Regions from separate parts of the Columba livia genome. Here region 1 is linked to region 2. The links are chromatin contacts, called in public Hi-C maps. All regions are on one chromosome and are shown on one strand. Each heading gives the region's core, a stretch centred on a gene start, on an enhancer-like site or on the middle of the called end of the contact. The rest is flanking DNA. Distances are from core to core; before and after follow the strand shown.

Region 1 (3,165 bases), core at 266-2,765, 330 kb before region 2:
ACCTAGAACCTCTGGTAACACAATGCTATCAAAGACACTTGAAAAATTTCGAAACAGGTGAGTTTACATCAAATCATCGCTTTGCCTCAGGAAGCCACAACATTTAAAATATGAGAAATAAAAGCTGTGAAGTCAGATTTAATGGACTGTATTTTGATGATAAAACTAATGTCATTTATTTCTACATACTAGGTTTCCATCAAGTCCTCCAATTACTATGGGAGACCCTATAAGATTAAGGGCTGAAGTGCCTCAAATGCACTTCTGTGAGATGCAGTCATGAACTCAGACACTAACACACACTGACATACATATTACACATATAGCCTGACTTAAGTAGCTCTTATCTTTTGTTTGGTGTAACTACCAGATGCTAACTATTACAGTATTACCCTGTAAGTTCCACAGAAGCAAGTAACAACTTGAAAAACATACCTCATAAAGCTATGACAAAGCATTTAAAGAAAATTATATATGCATATGGCTAGTAAGAAACCAAAACCAAGGTCCAAATATTCTTTACTATACTTTAAAGGAACATAAAACCCCAAATGAGTCAAACATCAGACACTGTAAATTACAGAAGCATGGATGGTCAGTAAATAATTGATAAACTGTGACTTTTTAATAGTTTGTTATATTAACCGACCACTTGTTGAGGTTGGTTTGCACATTGCTTGCTTCCCAGTCTAGCAGAGATAAATAATTCCAGACTGAATCAAGATGACGAGTTCTCTAAGATTCCAGACATCAGTGAGGGGAGAGGGAAAAAAGGTAAAAAATCAGGAAACTATAGAACAAAAGGCCTAAAAAAAATAAATAAATCAGTAATTATTAGAAAGAGTGATGCTCTACAATACAGAGTCTTCTTGACACCAAGAGAAGCACACACATTTGCAGCTGACCCTTGGATACCACCTCAGCTACCCCGCACTCGGGCTGTTTCCCAGCACTTTCTGCGGGACACACGGCCACCCAGGAACCCAAACCTCGCTACTCCGGCCTTGAAACGCGACACGGGAGCGGAACACTCGGAAAATAATAAAATTGAACTTTCAGGTGAATACCGGACCCCAGGGTTCAAGTTTTTGCGAATCGTTATCAGCCTCTTAGCGGGAATGCCCGCTGGGGGCCTGGGCCGCGGGGGCCGCTCCCGGGGAGCCCTGGGCAGGACGCCCCGCGGCCCAGCCCGGCCGTGCTACACGTGACCCGCCCGCCCCCGCGGGCGCCCTGCGAGAAGGCGGTGGGGAATTCCGGCCCGGCCCGGCCCGGCCCGGCGGCCCCTGGCGGCCCTCCCGCCTCCGCGCCGGCCTCCCCACCTCAGGCGCCCGCGCTGACGGGGCTTCCGCTTCCCCGCCCGGGCCCTAACCCCACCCCACCGCTCCGCGCCACGGGCACGCCGGCCTCTCGGCCCGACCCACCACTTACATCCTTCTTCACCTCGGCCATCTCGTCCTCCGTCAGCAGCCGCCCCGCAGCCCCCGAGCCCGGGCCCTCCATAGCGGAAACCGCTCCACCGGCACCGCCGCCGCTGGGGAGAACCGCCCACGGCAGCGCTTCCGGCCCGGGCCCCGCCCACGGGAGCTCGGTTCCACCCCTCGCCCGCCCGGTCACCAAAGGAAACTCAAGGCAGGCACTCCGCCCCCACGGTAGCCCCGCCCACCCGCGCATGGCCCCGCCCAGTGGCGCTGGACGCGGCGGGCCGTCACTCCCCGCGGGCGGCCGGTGGTGCCGCGGGGATCGGGTTCCGCGGGTCTGGGCGGGGCGCGGAGGCACCGGCTGCCCGCCCGCCGGCGGGGGCGGTTTCAGCCCTGCCCCTCCAGGTCTGTCACCAGGCGGTACCGACGGTCCGTGTCCGCAGCCCACGGTTGCCTCCCGCGGGTGTTCTGACACCGCTAGAGCCCGTGTCCGGCAGCGGGTGGGTGCGGGCACCGCTGGCCGGTCGTTCCCGGGTCAGCAGCGTCCGGCGGAGGCCGTGCCGGACGGCGGCGTTTTACCGGGCGGTGCTGCGCTGTACCGCGGCTTTAGGACGCAGGACTGGTGACAGGAGGTTCCCGCGGGTTCGAGGGACCGACAGTGGCCGAGCCCCGGTGCTGTGCGGGCTGTCCGGGGCTGAGGACAAGCCGGGCTGTGCGCCGCGGAACCGGCAGCAGCTCCAGTCCTACCCCTCCGAAGGCCGGGCAGCCCCTGCTCTCGGGCTCTGCACCGGAAGGGGCCGCTGTTCCGCTGGAGATGCTGCTGCCGCCGGTCCCGGTCCCGGTCCCGGTCCCGGTCCCGCCCCGGGGCCGCCCAGCGCGGCCCGCGCCCGAGCCCGCTAATCTTGGAGATAAAGGGCACAAGACAAAGCTTAATTAATTAGTATGTTTTCAGCCGCCAATGGTAAAACTCAGGTTACTGCTGCAGTCTTCAACACTTCACTTCCAGCAGTGAAACACGAAAGCGTATAGAACAGGGGCGTCCAACTAATTTTCACCGAGGGCCACATCAGCCTCGCTGTTGCCTTCCAAGGGCCGAATGTAATTTGTATAGAAGTAGAAGCAATCCATACCGGGGTTTGCTTTCAGTAAGGCAAAACTACCAGTTTCACAAACATTTTGAGAAGTCCTTTTGTTTGATATGCCTTATTAATGCAGTTGTGCTTCAGATATTAACTGCAACAGTACCTGTTTGACAGGACTGGCATTCCCAGCTTCTCCACAAACGCACTGGATAGCAGAGGTCCTGCCCAGAAAAATTAAAAAATAAAGGACTAGTCACTGTTCTTGCCTGGTGACAAGGCTGATTTCTGTAGAGCTGGGTGTTAAAATCACAGCCAGTCCCCAAACTGGTTGCCAGAAAACACCCAACCATCTCTGCTGCCTGCCACTGCGCTGGAGGACACTTCTGCCCAGCAAAAACTCCTTCAGCCTCACCCTTTCCACCCAGCCCTGCTGACCTGATCACTGGTAATTTGGTAGCACACCTTTGCTCACAACCCAAATCCTTCTGTGGTGTTATTTGCATACCAAGACACCTTTGTTTACTGCAGTTCATTTGAATTTCTTAAAGCTTCCTGTGTGTCTCTGGATAAAACATATGAAATACAAGTATTTATCTCCCATTTTCATGCTCTAGGGCTTTAGGGCAGACTGTTTTTTTCAGGTCCAAGTGCCTATGTTGAGCCTC
Region 2 (3,249 bases), core at 61-2,560:
AAAAGCCTGCCTACTAAAGGTGGAATTACCATCTCCTTAAGGTATTTTCCTAAGAAGTAGTACTGTTTTGTTTAGGGCTCCTTAGGAAAGCAGCAATTAAAAATAGGTATTCCAAATCCTACAAGAACACTCTAACCCACCAGCACTTAAAGGATGGGAGTCTTCTTACTCTTCCACCCATGTTATGCCAGAAAGGAGAGGTATCTAACCATTTTTTGAAGGAAAAAGCAGTTTGTCAAGGCTGTCAGTCAATATACCACAGAAAGTAGCACTTTCCTCTCTGGCAAGTGAGGCTCACATGTCATGGGCAGGGTGCAAGCTTCAGGGAAGACCTAGCAGTATTTTGTTTTGGGAAGAGCTAGACTATGTTGGTTGTTGTCAGTTCCAGCCTGAACATATTGCTTGCCCAAGGCATTATTGGGGTACATCTCACCTGAGGTGGTGCCTCTGCTTCAAGGTCAGGCACCTCTGCTCTCAGTTGTCGGCACCTTGGGTGTTTTTGTGGAACTCTATCCATTGGAACTGCCGATGCTCGGTGCCAAAGAGAGCTATGAAGTGAAATAATTACATCTGTGTGTCCAAATCTAAAATATTTGATGTTGCTGTCTTTTAACACATCCTACACTGATATCACAAGAACTCGTGATTAGCTCTTACATGATGGTATAGTGCCAAGCATCAGAAAATCATTTTAAACTGATTGAAACAAACTTGCCATGTAGTTTTTACACATAAACTCTTTACAGCTGTGTATAAGTGAGACAATGAAAGCTGAAAAAGGTAAACCATATTAAGCAAAGCAAACACATAAACACAATCACTTTCAGGCCCTCTCCTTATCAGTACTAAAGGTACAATGGGAACTCCACACAGCCCAAGCTCTGTTTTGGTTTTAATTCCTGGAATCTGACCAGCATGTAAGCAAGATTGCATTAATTGTTACAGTTATTTCCTTCCTCTGGAATTCACTTCTTGTCATAATGCCCTAGGATTTCCTCTGACTTTATCAAATTTACCCAAACTTTACTTAGTATTTGGATTATGAGGTAAATTACTTGACCGAATGACCACCATCATTTTGTACCTGGGAGTATTAGTTTGTTGCCAATGATGCTACATTGTAAATCCGTTCCCCAATTGCTAGTCTATGTCAAAGGTTCTTTCTTTTCCTCTTGAGCATTCAAGAATCCTGATGAGAAACTTAAAATAATGAAAATTACTAAAACTAGAGGCTATTTTCTTCTAACTTGCTTGCACCGCCCTTCCCCCACCCGCCGGGGCGCTCCCGCCCCGCAGCGCGCGGCAGCGGCCGCGGCGCCCTGAGGCGGGGTCGCGTGCCCAGCCCCGCCCATCGCTCCCTCACGGCGGCGCGAGGCTGGGCCGGGCGGGGCGGGGCCGCCGCTCCACCGGCCGATCCGGGCTCTGCGGCTGACGCCGCGGCCGCGGCCAATCCGCTGCGGCGCCGGGCCGGGCCGGGCCTGGCTCCGCCCCCGGCGGCTGTCCACAGGGACGGGCCGGAGCGGCCGCCGCTGCCGCGGGTGTGCGGGCTGAGTCAGCGCCCCCTCCCCCGCCGAAGATGAACATCATGGACTTCAATGTGAAGAAGCTGGCGGCCGACGCGGGCACCTTCCTGAGCCGCGCCGTGCAGGTATGCCCCGCCCGCCCCTGTGGAGGCCTCGCCGGGATCGAGCTTCGCTGCCGCGCCGCGACTCTAGCTGGGGAAGGTGGGCGAGGCCGCGGGCTGGCTCCGCGGGGCCGCCGACGGGCCCGGTGCGGGGCGTTGGCCGGGGAGCTCGGCTCCTCCCCGGGCCGGGAAGCGGCGGCCGGGAGGGGCTGGGCCGGCGGCTGGGCCCGGCTCGGGCTTCCCGCTCTGACGGAGCGCCAGGCCCGGCTGCGCTGGCGAGGGCTGAGCCCAGCCCGCTCGCCTGGCCGGTCAGCGACGTGCTGCTGTGAGCTGCCTGCTCTCAAGGCAGCTCCTTCCCCGCGGGTGCCCTGCTGGCTCTGGGCATGGCAGGACCTGGGGATCTCGCCCAGGCTGGTTGCAAAGCAGCTGAGGCTGGGGGGCGGGCGGGGGGCGCTGAGACAGCCCAAGGTCAGGACAGGCAAAGCGGGGAGAAGGCGCCTGGGCTGAGGACGACGAGTCTGAGCAGGTATCCGCTGCGAGGAGGTACGGTCGGACCTGTGTACCGAAAGGACAAAGGTGTGTCTCTCCTGAAATAAGCTGGTGTTTTTACTGGCTGCTAAAAATGTGTCCTGATGCCTGATCGGTGAAATTCGAGTTCTGATGTGACACGTAAAGTGTCTGCTTAGGCTTTTCGGTTTCGTTTGAGCTTTAGTATCGTTTTTAAGCTGGTTTGATAGCCCATTGTTTCTGAATCGGTATTCCCCTTCCTTCACGCTAAGGGCACTATAATTGGCTTTTGTTCCTTAGCTGTTGTCTTGAACCGTAATCCCCTTTCTTTATATAATCAAACCTGAACAGATTTCCTGTCGGGAGGTGGACATCCGAGCAGTGTATGTAGTGTAATCCACTTTGCTTTCTCATGAATTCTCGCTGGGTCACCGTCAGGTTTGGAACGTGATTAAAGTTGTTATCTGATCTGATTGGTCTGATCTATTGCCCTAAATCTCAATATTCAAGCAGAACGGACGATCAGCAGCACAGCAGAGCTCTGAAAATGCAGACTCATCAGAAAACATTGTTCAAATTTAAATGAACTTAAAGCAGTCGTTGTGCTTCTCTTTGTGATAGAGGTCCTTCCATGCTTCCTCCCCCCGCCCCCGGCTTCTTTCGGATCTACATATTTCCTATATCATCTTTTCCTTTCCAGCCTCCACCCCTTTCCCTTTTATTACTTGACAAGGAAAAAAGGGAGATGCAGTTCACCCTTCATTGTAAGATTCTGGGGTTGGGATCTTGTGATTTTTGTCTCTTTTTTCTTGACTTTTTACATCTAAATCAGCTTATTGCATTAAATCTAATGAGGTTTTTGCAGCCTGTCATGGTTTAAAGGTGGTCTAAACTGTGGTTTATTCCAGTATGTTCTATCTGTATTATTGGTTTACTATAGATAGCTATGTTAGCTATCTGCTTAATCTAAACTAAAACTCAGTGGAAATGTAGAAGTAATAATTTTGTTCTACCAGCTGCCACTTTCCCCTAAAACAAGAAATTTAATGGAGGCACTGAGGGGGAGAAGCAAATCCTTAACATGTTCTTATAATCTGAGTTACTAATGTTCTGTGTGC

What was found. Hi-C and Micro-C count contacts between places; a contact is called where the count stands out from the background.
Region 1: a Hi-C map of crop shows a contact between it and region 2, with 3 times the contacts expected there. The contact joins the promoter of BCL10 here to the promoter of ODF2L in region 2. A contact is called at or near these places in 2 of 2 Hi-C or Micro-C datasets (crop and liver).

What each region holds. Positions count from the first base shown.
Region 1 is chr8:26,837,088-26,840,252 of bColLiv1.pat.W.v2, reverse strand. BCL10 (BCL10 immune signaling adaptor) reads right to left here and starts at 1,515. Exons shown (of 3, transcript XM_065072653.1): 1 at 1,429-1,515. The coding sequence starts at 1,500.
Region 2 is chr8:26,502,026-26,505,274 of bColLiv1.pat.W.v2, reverse strand. ODF2L (outer dense fiber of sperm tails 2 like) reads right to left here and starts at 1,310. Exons shown (of 15, transcript XM_021294220.2): 1 at 1,085-1,310; 2 at 434-548. SH3GLB1 (SH3 domain containing GRB2 like, endophilin B1) reads left to right here and starts at 1,360. Exons shown (of 9, transcript XM_065071188.1): 1 at 1,360-1,648. The coding sequence starts at 1,577.